Linked DNA regions of Sus scrofa: region 2 is linked to region 1. Evidence: chromatin contacts called from public Hi-C data. All regions are on one chromosome and are shown on one strand. Each heading gives the region's core, a stretch centred on a gene start, on an enhancer-like site or on the middle of the called end of the contact. The rest is flanking DNA. Distances are from core to core; before and after follow the strand shown. Region 1 overlaps ARID3A (AT-rich interactive domain-containing protein 3A). Region 2 overlaps MISP (mitotic interactor and substrate of PLK1).

What was found. Hi-C and Micro-C count contacts between places; a contact is called where the count stands out from the background.
Region 2: a Hi-C map of liver shows a contact between it and region 1, with 3 times the contacts expected there. The contact joins two enhancer-like sites. A contact is called at or near these places in 8 of 47 Hi-C or Micro-C datasets (alveolar macrophages, blood, embryonic fibroblasts and 4 more).

What each region holds. Positions count from the first base shown.
Region 1 is chr2:77,452,148-77,459,402 of Sscrofa11.1, forward strand. ARID3A (AT-rich interactive domain-containing protein 3A) reads right to left here. Exons shown (of 9, transcript XM_013994805.2): 3 at 6,899-7,220. Among named protein-coding and RNA genes, the nearest start is that of ARID3A, 9.1 kb to the right of the region's middle. Within about 2 kb of position 4,179, at least 32 of the 83 cell types and tissues checked have an H3K27ac peak or open chromatin away from gene starts, as enhancers often do. A contact at or near this core is called in liver, where this site is marked.
Region 2 is chr2:77,609,198-77,616,594 of Sscrofa11.1, forward strand. MISP (mitotic interactor and substrate of PLK1) reads right to left here. Exons shown (of 5, transcript XM_021084291.1): 2 at 2,029-3,776; 3 at 336-466. The coding sequence starts at 3,721. Among named protein-coding and RNA genes, the nearest start is that of MISP, 6.2 kb to the right of the region's middle. Within about 2 kb of position 4,649, at least 21 of the 83 cell types and tissues checked have an H3K27ac peak or open chromatin away from gene starts, as enhancers often do. A contact at or near this core is called in liver, where this site is marked.

The DNA.
Region 1 (7,255 bases), core at 2,929-5,428:
AGACAGCGTCAGCAGATGGGGTTACCAGGCCTTCCAGAGAGGCCAGGTCACCTCTCCAAGTCTCCACGGGTGGTGCTGGCTGAGATCAGAAAGCTTGGCGGGTTGAAGGGTCTTTGTATCAGGCAGGGAAACTGAGGCACAGCGCTGGTGAGCCCTGCCCAGTGCCCCCAATGGCACCCCCAGATCAATAAGGGAGGACCCCTGCCCAAGATCACATAGCACGTGAGGGGAGGAAGGGATAGAACCATCAGTGGGACCCCTTGCAGCCCCGAGGCCCTGGTCACACCTCCCTGCTCCCTGGGGCTGTGTCAGCAAGGTGGCTTGGAAACCTATGTGGGCAGGTGTGGGTGGCTGACCTGTGCCAGGGCTGCCTATGTGAACCACTGACCGGGGCAACATGGTTCTGGCTAATGGTTAATATGCCCCACCACAACCTCACACTCCCAAGACATGGTGGGGCCGGTGGGGCCAGTGGGGGGCATGCAAGCCTCACTCACCAGCAAGCATAGGCACCCTACCACACGCACGCACGCACGCGCACGCACACACACACACACATGTATGACTGCAGAGCCCCAGGCACACAGCCAGGGGCAAACAAAACATCCACAGGAGACAGTCACCCATTACACATGGACACCCATTACACATGGAAACATGCACGGCCCTGGGGTTAACACACTCTGCGATACACAAGCTCAGACCCCAGGGCTCACTTAATAACACATGCATGCATGTGGGGGCCACATCATGTGGTGTGTATGTAGCTGGACACTAACACTCCAGACACGGGGACACATGAGCAAGTTTCTAAGGTGACAGATACAAAGAAAAGATGCCGCAGATGGGTTCACATGACCCCAGAACAGGCACATGGACACACAGAGAGCCACAGTACCAGCACATGCATGGTTACAGACACCATAGAGAGTCTCAAGATGCCCCAGAGCCTGACACACACGGTCACCCTCCAGACACCCCCCCATCCACCCACAGGGACCACGCATAGCCACCATGTCCTCCCATGCCCACATCAGAGGCTGGACCCTCATGCTCACCCACACCCATCCCCTGCCCGGCCAAGTGCCAACACTCTGTCTGCCGAGCACCACTCCCTCCAGCAGCCGAGTGTGTTATTAGAAAGCGTGGGGAGGGGCCAGGCGCTTGGCAGCAGCCACCAGGGTGGGGAACCGCGGTGGGCGTGGGGCCAGGCCACAGCGGCGGTGACCCCATGGCGGTGACCGGGCTGCCGGGCGGCGGCGCCGGGGCCAGATAAGGTTCTTCCGGTTGAGTCAGTGTGGTTCCCGGGGCTGGCACGGGCGGGGGCACGGTGCCAGGGCTGGCAGGCAGGCACCCTCCCTGTGCCCGCCACGGCCTGGCTGGCTCTGTGCCAGCAGCCACAGCAGCTTTGATGAGGCGGGTGCTGCCCCAGGCAGGCAGGGCCAGGCTCCCGAGGGGCTTCCCGGCACAGGTCCCGCCCCCGGCACAGGGCCCAGGGCCCCTGGCGCCCCAGGAAGACACTCGGCGCCGGAGCTGGCCCCCGGCCCACTGTGTCCGGGGCACACCAGATTAACTCCCTGGGCTCGGAACCCAGTGCCTGACCTCCAGCCTTTGCCCAGAACACACTCCTCTGCTGGAAAAAATTCTCATCCTTCTTCCTAGCCCCACAGGCCCAGCTGTAGCACTGGCCTCTTCCACTCCTGTCTAAACCGTAGACCCCAGAAACATTTCCCCAGCATCTCCCCTCCCCTAGCTTGAAACTCTGCTCAGACCCCTTTTTAGACCACTGTTGGTTTGCCCTGATGTTCTGCTCCTCCCACTGTATGTTCTAGCCCTACCATTCCAAGATGCAGACCCTAACCCTTCTCTGTCCATCTGGCCAACTCTTACATATCCTGCAAAGCCCCAGCTCCAAAGCCCACTGCTCTGGCCTCCCCAGCCTCTGGGGGGGGGGTCTCAGGCAGGATGAAGAAAAAACAGCTGCTACTTCCTCATGGAGCCCCAGCAATTCCTGCTTCCCACCCCCACCCCACACAACCATAGGCAACTCTCATGAGCCCAGAAATGTTCACTGCAGTGTTTACAACAGAGGGACAGGAACACAGACCAATGTGTTGGTGTCGGCCCCACAGGGGAAACTCCAACAGTTTAAAAGAACCAGGCTCCCTGGAACACGGATAAAGCAGACAGACTCAGGGTAACGATGACAAGAGGAAAATGAGAGGAGCAGCCTGCCCAGGTCGGTGTTTGGTGGACCCTCGCAGCAACACCCCCACCCCCAAAAGATCACATTTCTGTGTAAATGGACAGAGAAAGGCCAGGAAAAACCGTGGCTGAAGCCAACCGGGTCAGGGCGATGGCTGGCAGGCCTTAGGCCTCACTGGAATCCTTCCCTTTTTTTCTCCATGATGTCAAATGATACTTCTGGGATCAAAAGGGGGCTTTAAAAACATATATATGTGTATTTTCCACAATTTAAAAAAGTCTGTGTGAGCTGTAAGGATGTGAAAAAAATGAAATGTGACCCCAGTCTCTTGCTGAGGGTTCATGTGAGGCCCACAGCTTCACCCCAAGTTGCATGAGCCCATTTCAGGGCCACACATTGGAAGAACAACAAGGACAGGAATGCCACAGGCTCTGGGAGGTCCAGGGAGGGGGAGGGGAAGGGGACTGGATGGGGCTCAAAACTAGGACGTGGCAGCCTCTTGGGGCCTGGAGCCTGAGGCCTCTGGTGACTTTTCCTGCCTGGGGGTCTTTGCGTGTTCAGGCACTGAATCCTGCACCCCGCTGTGGGGCCCTGGACCAACCAGTCCTATTTCAGACAAAGAAACAGGCTCAGAGGCTCCCAGGCTCCCCCCAAACCTGCAGCCAGTGGGGGTTACCCCTGATCCTCACCATCCATCCCAGGAGACCCTGGGGTCAAATCCCAGCTCCGACACCTCCCCCATGTGACCATGGGCAAGCTGCTCGAATGCTCTGTGCCTGTTTCCCTGTCTGCACAACGGGGCAGTTGCAGTGCCCCCGCCACGACTGTGGGATCCAGTAAGGGTACATGAGACACCTGGGAGACGCTCCGTCTGCTGCCTGTGCATAGTGAGGCGACACATACCAGCTAGAATGGTCATCTCTGCACCTCTGAGCTCATTTACAAGCTGTGGAAGAGTGGACGTGACCTTGGAAAGCAGGGAAAAAACCATCCCAACATTTAATGCAAACCCAAACCGCAGCGAGATAGCACCAACACCCCCACCAGGACAGCTGGAATCAAAGTCATAACCCTGGCGGCAGGGACGTGGAGAAGCTGGAACCCTTGTGCGGCTGGTGGGGATGCAAAAGGGAGCAGCCACCGTGAACAGCAGCAGTGCCTCAGAAAGTTAAATGCAGTTACCATATGATGCAGCAACCTTACTCCTAGGTACATGCCCACGAGAACTGAAAGCACACTTCATGCAAACACTCCTACGTGCGTGTTCATAGAAGCCAAGGGAGAAAGAACGCAAATGCCCATCAGTGGGTGATGGATAATGTGGTCCCTCCATACATGGGAGCATCACTCAGCCGTGAAAAGAAGAGAAGCACTGACACTTGCTACCACATGGACAGACCTGGAGACTGCGCTGCTCAGTGAGAGAAGCAGACACAGAACGACACACAGGGTGGGATGCCATGGATGGAAAATGTCCAGAACAGGAGCATCCACAGACAAGAGAGTGGGTTCCTGGTTGTCAGGGGCTGCGGGTGGGGATAACAACTAAAGGCTACATTTAAATGGGTTTATATTTGAGATAACGAAAATGTCCTAAAATTTAACTGTGGTGATGGCTGCACAACCTTGCAAATATACTAAAAACCACTGAATCACATTTGTATTGGGTGAATTTTACACCAGTTAAGCTTTAAAAATCCCAACATTCGAGTTGTTGAGAGTAAGGAGTCAAACCCTTAAGTGGCTGAAAAGCTGTGTTAAGAGTCTGCCGGTTCACAGAGCCCACAATGACACTTTTTAGAGACCCCAGGAGCAGCCCTGCTGGAGACGGAAAGCCAACAGGACAGCACCAGGATGCCACGTCTGATGGCAGCAGGCTGAGATCCTAGTCACCACCCGTGATACACTGCGATCCTAGCCAGTGCTGGCCTCTGACAGCGCATGTCCCTGGGGCCCCACAGCAGTACAGCTCTAGGCTTTCAAGGAAAGATTCCGTGGCCATGAGCCTGCTGCTCTGGCCCCTCCCCAGCCTGGCTGCCCCCCAGACCCCATAGCCGACAGCAGAATTTCACGGCTGTCGAGGGTTTTCGGGCGGAAGTCAGGCCCAGGCCCTGCCAAGACTGGAGAGGAAGAGGCAGAGATGGTGCCAAGCAGGCGGCTGGCCGGCCCGGCTGCCACGTGCCAGGAAGGGGGTGGGGCAGGCGCCAGAGTCAACACAGCCCCCGCCTCCCCCTTACCCCAACATCTGCTGGGCTGGCTGAGCCCAGGCCACTGTTGACACTGGCTGCACAGGTGCCTGGCCAGTTGGACCTGCCACGAACAGGCAGGCAGGAATGAGATCCCGGCAGCAGGGCAGCCCCCAGCCCACCCACCCACCCACAATCTCCTGGAGCTCCCACTCTCTCAGAATCCAATCCCACCCACTGTGGGACCCAGCCCACTGGCGTCTGGCCCATACACACAAGCCAAGCCACTTCCTACCTCAGGGACTTTGCACGGGCCGATTCCTCTGCCAGCTGCACCACAGCCCTGTGTGTGAGCGCCCTTCTACAAAGCTGGAGCAAATCTCTGTCCCAGGAGGCCTGCCCCATGTACCCAGCATCTCCAGCCTGATGCCAGGCCATCACCCTCACCGCCTTGGCTTCCTCCCCATCTGTTTACTGACCTTCTCCACAACCCAACAGGACAGCTGGGCTTCTAGCAGGTGCTTTGTAAATACGAGACTGATGGCTGTGAGACTACTGACAGCAAGACACAGGTTCCCTGTGTCTGGCCTCAGTTTCCCCACCTGGGTGTCCTTAAGACATCATCAGTGCATCCCAGACAAGCAGGACAATGACCCCAGGAGGGCCTTTGTTCCTGACATGCTTAGGGGGCTCTGTGGTCAAGACATCTGACCTGGACCTTGCCTGGCCTGGCCACTCCAAACCCCCCCACCCAACCCCACAGGGGCTGTGGCCTGGAGCTCCTTGAGGGTCAGACTCAGGGCATATGGCAAATATTCAGCAAATCCTTTTTTTTAAGAGCCTCACGCTTGGCATATGAAGTTCTCAGGCTAGGAGTCAAATCGGAGCCAGCCTATGCCACAGTCACAGAAACGTGGGATCCGAGCCACATCTGCGACCTATACCACAGCTCATGGCAACGCTAGATCCTTAACCCACTGAATGAGGCCAGGGATCGAACCTGCGTCCTCATGGATCCTAGCCGGGTGTGTTAATCACTGAGCCACGAAGGGAACTCCCAGCGAATCCTTAAATGTAACTCACACACAAAGTTCCAGTTGTGTTCCCTTGACCCCAGGGAATGTCAGGAGTCCAGTTCGGGGTGGTGAGGGGAACCAGCCCCCTCAAGGCTTTGCCTGTTTTCCATTTAGAGGACGAGATGAACAGGAGCCCAACCACAGGTGGCCCCTGCCTGCGGAATGGGAGGGAAACCAAGGCAGAGGGCAGGATGGGCCCTCTGTCCACAAGGAGGAGCACAGTCCCCTAGGCTGGAGAGGGCAGCCAGAGCCACATGTGGGGAGCAGCCGGCCACGCCCCAAGGAGATGACGTCTGCTGGCTGTCCTTCCTCCCTCTGGCACTGTGCCATCAGCGTGCCAGGACCCAGAGGGAAGCCAGGCTGCCCCACCCAGCCTGAGATGCCTGGGCAGGGGACTAAGTATCCCTCCCATTCCTTGGGCCAGCCTCCTGCTGCCGGCCATGCCCACCCTGGGGCAATGTCCCTGTCTCCCCGTCACTTCTGTCACAGCCCCTGGCTTTTGCCTCTCACGTGTGTGTCCAACATCTAGCTCTGCGCTTTACCTGAGTTTCCTGAGGGTGGCCGGGGTGCCAGCACCCTTTGTCCCAAGGGAGGCGGAGGGCAGGAGCCCCCAAAGTGGCTGGGCCTCACGCTTCCTGCAGAAGGGCCTCTGCTGATTCTGGAGGCCCGCACAGTGGGTACTGCCCCAGGCCTCCCATGGCTATGTCCCGGCTCCCGAGCGCCCGGTGTGTCCACAGCCCCATGGAGCCCAGGGAGGCTTGGGTGCGGGGCCAGGGAGGCCAGGTCACCAGCGTCCACTGTCGGAGGTCGGGGCAGGGCCCAGCTGGCCTCAGGGTGGAATGTACGCCCAGCCGGCCGCCCCGGCCGCCATCTGCTTTCCATCTGCCCAGCCCAGCGAGGCCCAACTTCAAAGGATCCCCCGCCCGGCCACTTCCTCTGCCCTGGCCGCCCGCGGGGAAGGCACCAGGACAGCCTGCTTCCTCCCCACCCCTCCGGAGCCCAGGGAGTGCTTGCTGTCCACGCCAACGGGGCCACCGCCGCTAGACCCAACCTCCACAGACCAGACTCTAGGTCACTGACGAGGCCTCGGGCGTCGAGTCCCTCAGCCCCCGCCTCTGCCCCCTGCGGGCTGCACCCCCTTCCCCCACCCCCAGCAGCCATTCTTTCCACTTAGAACCTCTCCTCGCTGCCTCTCTGCTTATCCTTCTGTGCAGACACCCTAACTTTCCCCTCCAGGATTGTGTCCCCACGTCCATTCTTTTGACGCCTGGCCTGTACCACCCGAGTGACACAATCTCCGCTGTGGCTTCCATGGAATGCCCAGCACCCCGCACACACAGGCGAGTGCCCAGTGGCCGTCGAGGGCTGGTCGACAGAAGGACCCAGCACCCCACCCGCAGCCCCATCACGTCGCATGGCGCACGGCCCACCTGCTTGAACTGCTCCTCGTAGGTCCAGTCCCCGTGGTCAGGCGGCTGTAGCTGGGGAGCCACGTGGGCAGCCCCTCCAGGGTGGGCTGGGCCAGCCCCTGGGCGCTCCTGGCCTCCCAGAGCCCGGGACCCACCGTCTCCTCGGAATGCCTGGAGTGGCTGGGCCTTGCGAGGGAACAGGGTTGTGGGGCCTAGGCCGGCGGAGCCCGGAGGCCCGAGCCCCTCCTCGTCCTCATAGTCCTCATCCTCCTCCTCCTCCTCCTCCTCGTCCCCCAGGTCTTCCTCCAGATCCTCCTCCTCCTCCTCCTCCCATTTCGGCTTCCTAGGTGGACACAGGGCACACAGGTCAGCAGAGAA
Region 2 (7,397 bases), core at 3,399-5,898, 160 kb after region 1:
TAACCATGATGGTAACAAACACATGCAAACAATAAGGGTGATTTTAGAGACTGCCACTGCTCTCCCTACCCAGGCAGAGCTCACCCTCTGCCTTTGGCTCTGGGAAGAGCTTCATGGTGGGTCCCTGCTTAGATGACCCAGACATGAAGAAACACCATTTATCCACTCAGTGCCTCTGTACGTGGGACAGGGAAGCTCGGTCACCAGTGGGGCAGTGAGGGAGGAAGGACTCACACCCAGATCATGCTCCAGCCTTGCCCTACCCTCCATGGCCCTACTGGGTTGTGTCAGTCCTTGGCCAGGCCTGTAAGGGGAGGGCAGGGCTCGAGACTCACCCACTGCTCTTTCTTCCTTCTCTGCCAAGGAGCAGCCTCGGCTGGGGCTTCTGCTGTCCATGTCTGTCCCGGATGCAGGTGGATGGGGGTGAAAAAGTGTGACTCAGACACCGAATAGCTGCCGGTGATGCCTGGGGGGTAGCGGGGGGAGGAAGGGGTATTAGGGAGGGTCCCAGAGTCTCCTGAGGGCAGACACCTGTCATATCCCAGTGTGAGAGACACAGCATCTCTGGCTAAGAGGCTGGACAAGTTTAAGAAATGGGTGAATGGAAGTTCCCATTGTGGCGTAGTGGTTAATGAATCCAACTAGGAACCATGAGGTTTCGGGTTCGGTCCCTGGCCTTGCTCAGTGGGTTAAGGATCCGGCGTTGCCGTGAGCTGTGGTGTAGGTCACAGACGCAGCTCGGATCTCACTGCTGTGGCTCTGATGTAGGCCGGCATCTACAGCTCCAATTAGACCCCTAGCCTGGGAACCTCCATATGCCGCGGGAACAGCTCTAGAAAAGGCAAAAAGCCAAAAAAAAAAAAAAAAAAAAAAAAAAAAGAAAGAGAGAGAGAGAGATGGGTGAATGGACAGACAGAGCAGACAGCAGTTTGAAAAAACTGATAGATCCATAGATAAATAGATGAAAGAAAGAAGGAAGGAAGGAGGGAGGGAGGGAGGGGGAAGGAAAGAAAGAAAGAGAGAGAGAGAGAGAGAGAGGGAGAGAGGGAGAGAGGGAGGGAGGGAGGGAGGGAGGGAAAGAAAAAAAGAAAGAAAATAGCCAGTCTGGGAGTTCCCGTCGTGGCGCAGTGGTTAACAAATCCGACTAAGAACCATGAAGTTGCGGGTTCGGTCCCTGCCCTTGCTCAGTGGGTTAACGATCTGGCGTTGCTGTGAGCTGTGGTGTAGGTCGCAGACGCGGCTCGGATCCTGCGTTGCTGTGGCTCTGGTGTAGGCTGGTGGCTACGGCTCCGATTGGACCCCTAGTTTGGGAACCTCCATATGCCGTGGGAGCGGCCCAAGAAATAGCAAAAAGACAAAAAAAATGAAAATAAAATTATTTAAAAAAAAAGAAAATAGCCAGTCTGGGGGAAGTGGGTAGACAGATGGACTGACCATGCAAGGAGAAGCACATTTAAAGTGACATGGGGTGGGGGAGTTCCCATTGTGGTGCAGCGGAAATGAATCCAACTAGTAACCATGATATTATGGGTTAGATCCCTGGCCTCACTCAGTGGGTTAAGGATACAGTGTTGCCATGAGCTGTGGTGTAGGTTGCTGTGGCTGTGGTGTAGGTCGGCGGCTGTAGCTCCAGTTCAACCCCTGGCCTGGGAATTTCCATGTGCTGCAGGCATGGCCCTAAAAAGCCAAAAAAAAAAAAAAACAAACAAAAAAAAGGTGACATGGGGGATATTTAGCAAAAAGGAGTAATTGACCTAGAGGAGGTTAGAACATTTGTAAACTGTGTGCGTCTAACAACATAGTGTCCAAATCCATAAAGCAAAAAGTCCAAGGCAAAAGTGACATCTTACTCCAAAAATCTACCACTGAGGCAGATGGACAGGCAAACAGGACCAGCCAACTGGGGGAGCAGACAAAGTCCCCCAGATGTCCCCACACCTCTCCCCCCGCCACATCCTTCCTCCCCACTCTCCTCTACCCCAACCTCTGAGACTGGAGCAAAGCAGCCATCCCCAGGACCCTCCTCACCAGATGGCCCAGAGGAGCTCCTAGAATCTTGGTCACAGTACTCATCTGGAGTTGGGGAGAAGACCTCAGGGTACAGAGCACTCCGCCGCTCCTCGGCTACTTCCCGCTCCCGCCGCAGGACACTTTCCACCTCCCTCTCCAGCAGCTCAGACGACTGGGACTTCTGCAGCCTCAAGGCTGGTGCCCCAGCCACCTCCCAGCCCCACACTCGGGGGGCCTCAGCTTTCTCAGGCTCACTGGGGACCCTGAAGCGCAGGGGACGCAGGCGAAAGTACTTCCATCGCACGACACTCCCGCTGGTGGGCAGGGGTTGGCGGGGGGGCTCCTGCTTTGTGCCAGAGGATTCTGAGGGATGCCTTGGAGACTGTGTGGCCTTCGGAGAGCCCACAGCCCTGGTCTCACCTGCAGAGAGACCGCTGGGCTTGCCATAGGTGCAGAAGACTGGGAGTTCTCCTGCGGGCTTCTGGGGGCTCAGGTATGGCTGGTAGGCATCCGGTGGGATGCGGTTCACCTTCCTCACCTCTGGAGTGGGGCTGGCCGCGCGGGCATCTGGGGCGGGGCCCAGGATGGAGTCTGAGCTGTGGGCCCTCCTGAGTGGAGGCTGGGGGCCCTCAGAGAACCCATCGGGCGTGGATGCCCGGCCCACCTGCAGGCCCTCCCGCCGGTGGTCCTCCTCACGCTGTGACTCCTGGGCAATGTCCCGCTGCATGTAGAGTGATGGGCGCCCCCTGTCCCGCCACGGCCCCACAGCCAGGTTCACTCTGTTCAGCAGCGGCCTGGCCGGGATCTCCACCAGCTCCTGGTGGCCGGCCGCCTGCTGCAGCCCCCTCTGTGCTCGGAGGTCCGCCTCCCGCTCCTGGGCCAGCCGGATCTCCCGCTCAATGGGCGTCTCCTTGGGGGGCTCTGGGGACCGGTCTCGGGCCTGGGAACCACGGTCATCCACGGCTGGGACGCCAGACCTGGTGGGCAAACTGTGGACCCTCTTCTCTTCCATGACCACCTCCTTTGCTTGGGGCTTGACTGGGACCACATACCCATTGGCCAGGGGCAGCCCCTTCCAGGCTTTGGAGGCCTGGGTCACCCCAGGTGGGGGGTTCCGAGGGGCCCCTGCATTCCCTTGGGATGCCCCAGGTGGCGTGTTCCGAGGGGCCCCCACATTCACGTGGGCCACCCCGGGGGGCGGGTTCGCCTGCTCCAGGCTCAGAAACTGCTGCCTGACGGCCAGGAAGTCAATCTGCTCGCGGTCAATCCCATTCTCCTCCAGGGCTGTGGACGGCAGGAGGTTGGGGGTCCTGGGCTCCCCATGGAAGTGAAGCGTGGCCACCGTGTCACTCCTCCTGACGGCCTGGTCCTGGATGACCAGCCGGCGCTCCTGCTCCAGGTCCCAGGGCCGCCGGGGTGGAACGTGCTGGGCCTCCAGGTGGCAGGCTTTCACCTCCTCGTCTTCGTCATCCTCCGGCCATGGGGGTGGCTGCGCAGTGAAGGCTTGCGGGCCGTGCGACCTCTCTGTCCACGCCATTTCCAGTGAGGCCTCGTGGTCAGCGGGCCATGCCTGCGGCTTGTCCTGGCCCCAGCCACTGGCCACACCCACCAGCTCGAACGTGTAGCTGGTGTCCCCGTCATCAAAGGCCACACCAGCCACACGGGGTGAGTGGGGGATGCTGAAGATGGGGTATCTGGTCACTCGGTCCATGTTCTGGGGGTCTCCGTGCACCACAGTTTCCCAGAGTGTAGATGGTCTGGGTTGACTGAGGAGGAGAAGGACAATTCAGCCACCACGTCAGAAAACTTAGGGAGAGGGATGATTCTCAGTCCTCTGAGGGCAAAGTCCTGCCCAGGTGGCCTCTGTGATTAGCTCAGGGAAGCGCAAGTGACCCAGCCCTGCCAGTCAGAGCATTCCACCCTCTGACCTCTGTGACTGACTCAGGGATGGAAATGTGACCCAATCCAGCCAAGTACGTGAAATCCTTGGATTTCACAATTAACTTTGCAATCATTCTGGAAAATTGGACCCTCTTCCGCTGGGTTTGTTAGGCTGGTGGTATGCAGCCAAGAACTGTTGGGAAACCATGTGTCCCCTTGTGGACAGAGCATGCTTAAGAGCACTGCTAACCTCAACACAGCATCCTAAAAACATTGTTTGAGCTCCTGGATCCAGCCACACCTGAATCCCTGAGAGCCCCTGTACTGACCCAGCAACTTGCCTCCTGTGCTTCTAACACTGGCAGGCACCCCTCCCACCTCATATCCCGGACTTGGTACAACCTGAGCTCCTTGCTACCCTGCTCCTTCCTCTCTTCTCCTACCCAGCTCTCCATGTCAACCCAGCACCACCCCCAGACAGCTTGTCTCCCAGGGGAAACACACACTGAGGTTCCTTCTGTGCTTTTTTTCATCTGATGTTTACAGAAGGTCCCTGTGGGCTTGCCCTTGCTGAGGGATGTCCGTGGGGAAGCTGAGGCCCAGAGCAGGGTGGTGACGGGCAGAGACTCCCACATCCTGGTTCCTTTCCCTGCACCTGTCCAGTGGGACACTTCCTCCCATCAAGACAATCCCCCACCTCAGCGCCATAAAGCCAGGATGGGCTAGGGAGCGCCTTGGACCTTGTCCTCCTGGGCCAGGCAACGCCCTGGGCCAGGCAGTGCCCCAGGGGGCCCAGCCCCCACTCCTGAGCTGTCTGAGCACAGCTCCAGGAGCCTTCACCAAGGCCAGGTACCTGCTGTCACATCTCCAAGGCTCCTGGCATCTCCAGAACAGTACCCTCACACCCTCTCCAGAGCACCCAATCTCACCACCTGGCTTTAGCTCAGACCCCTAAGCTCTCCAGGTGCCAGACCTCCAAGTCCCAACCTCCTCCTCCCTCTGCCTGGAGGACCCTCATTTCTGCACCTGCATAGCTTTTTTTGCTGCAACCCACATGACACCTCCTCCAGGGAGCCCCCAGCTCGTCCCTGCCCTCTGGCCTGAGTATCTCCCATGCACTTGCTCAGCATTGTGGCATCACCTTTTTACAGCCAAGGAAAGGAAGGGGGGCAGTCCTTGCCCTCTCCTTGGGCCCCTGGGGCCCCCACAACTATGGGTATATTGATGCCTTTTTACGCCAACTTGTTTATAAAAGCTAACTGTAGTTTGGGGGAGGGTTGGTTTGTTTTGCTTTGTTTTATTTTTCGTTTTTTGTTTTCTTTTTAGGGCTATACCTGTGGCATATGAAAGTTCCAGGCTAGGGGTCAAATCGGAGCTGCAGCTGCTGGCCTACACCAGAGCCACAGCCACACGAGATCTGAGCTGAATCTGCGACCTACACCACAGCTCAGGGCAATGCTGGATCCTTAAACCCACTGAGCGAGGCCAGGAATCAAACCCTTGACATTATGTCAGGTTCTTAACCCACTGAATCACAACAGAAACTCCTAAATGTATTTTTTTTTTTAAAGAAAAATATAGGCGTTCCCACCGTGGCGCAACAGTTCGGTGGTGTTTCAGGAGCGATGGGACACAAGTTCAATCCCTGGCATTGCCATGGCTAGGTTGCAACTGCGGCCCAGTAATTCCATATGCAGTAGGGTGGTGAAAAAAGAAAAAAAGAAAAATGCAGACCCTCCCTGAGGGTCTCTATAATGGGGAACCGTGTTACAACTAACCCATTAGTATCACCCAATCCGTCTAACTCATAATTAGGAAAACAGTATTTAAAACAAGTAGGCTTGGGAGTTCCCATCATGGCTCAGCGGAAACCAATCTGACTACTATCCATGAGGATGTGGGTTCGATTCCTGGACTTACTCAGTGGGTTAGGGATCTGGTATTGCTGTGAGCTGTGGTGTAGGTCACAGATGTGGCTGGGATCCTGAGTTGCTGTGGCTGTGGTATAGGCCAGCGGCTGTAACTCTGATTCAACCCCTAGCCTGGGAACTTCCAGGGTGTGGCCCTTTAACAAACAAAAAACAAGCAGGCTTGGCTGAACCTCTATCCCAGTGACCCCACAGGCCCCATGGGGATGCACGCATCTCTGAAAGAGGAAGAAGGTTATTTAAGACCTGCCTCCTCAGTCTGAAGGTATCAGTAGGACCCTCTCCCTGGCAGGGACCTAGGTATAAGCATCCTGTCCCACAGCCCAGGGTTGGGTACACAGCGGGCACTTAATAAAAGCTGCTGAACAAGCTGTGGTCTCACTCTGGTCCTCAGAGCCCACATTCTGGCCTGGATGCCTGCCTCTTGTGGTCTGCCCCCCCGTCCTGAGCCCCCCCTCAAGGGGCTGGGCAGGTCTGTTTCCTTCCAGTCCCCACACCAGGGGCCCTGGGGTGGGGTGTGGCAGAGGTGACACAGGAGTGTTGGCCTTGTGAGTGGCTGGAGGCTCACCCAGGAGGGTTTATAAGCCACATAGGACATTAACTCAGGTGGGGGGTGGCGAACTGCACACCCAGAGGGTATCGGGTCTCCTGGCGGGTGGGGCAAGGTTGAGGGCACCACTCCCTCCCCAGGTCATTCCTCCTGGGTGATTCACTGAGGCCAGGGCAAGGCTCAAGGCCCCAGGGCCCCACTGGCTTGGTCCCTGGTCAGTCTCCACTCCCCTCTGGCCTTCAGGATGGGGCAGAGCATGCAGTGACCGCCGTGAAAGGGCTGCCACAGAAATTCAGTCCTGTGCCTGGTGTAGAGTAGGTGCTAGATAAATGCTGTCACTGTGATATTACTATTTAAACCTAGAGCCACCACTGATCACAGAGTGACCCTTGGGCAGGCATTCCCTCCTGCAAAGCCTGTCTCCCCTTCTGTAAAATGGGACATGGCAGCCCCCATCCCCACCCCCACAGGGCCTGGGGAGGAGCAAGGAGGCCTGAGCCCAAGCCTGGGGCAGAGAAACCCCAGTAGGGAAGACTGATGTAGGAGCCCTCGGAGGCGCCATGCAAATGTGTCAATCTATCCATCAAAGCCTCCTGCCTCCTTGTTTGCTTCTTGTAAGAGCCTGTGATGAGGGGGCCATTCTTGTCCCCAGCTTACAGCAAAGGAAACCAAGGCCCAGAGAGATGAGGACCTCACAGAGTGAGGGATGGAGCAACAGGTGCCGAAGCCTGAGCCCTCAAGCCCCGTCAGGCTCCTCCTCTCTGGGAAGGCCCCCTGGATTTCTCCTTCCCAGCCCTGCTGTGCACCTTGTGGATACCAAACTGAAACTGAATTTATGGCCCCTGTTTCCACACACCTGCTTCCTCATTGCCTCAACTGGCTTCCAGCCCTCAGGCAAAGGTCTGCTGTAGGAGCCCAGGGCTGGGTCGGCCACCCAGTAGGGAGGGGCTCCAAGGGGTCTCTTCCATCCCCTGGGGCACAGTCCCTGGGACCCTAGCTGGGCAGAGCCCCAGGCCCCTGACACCCCT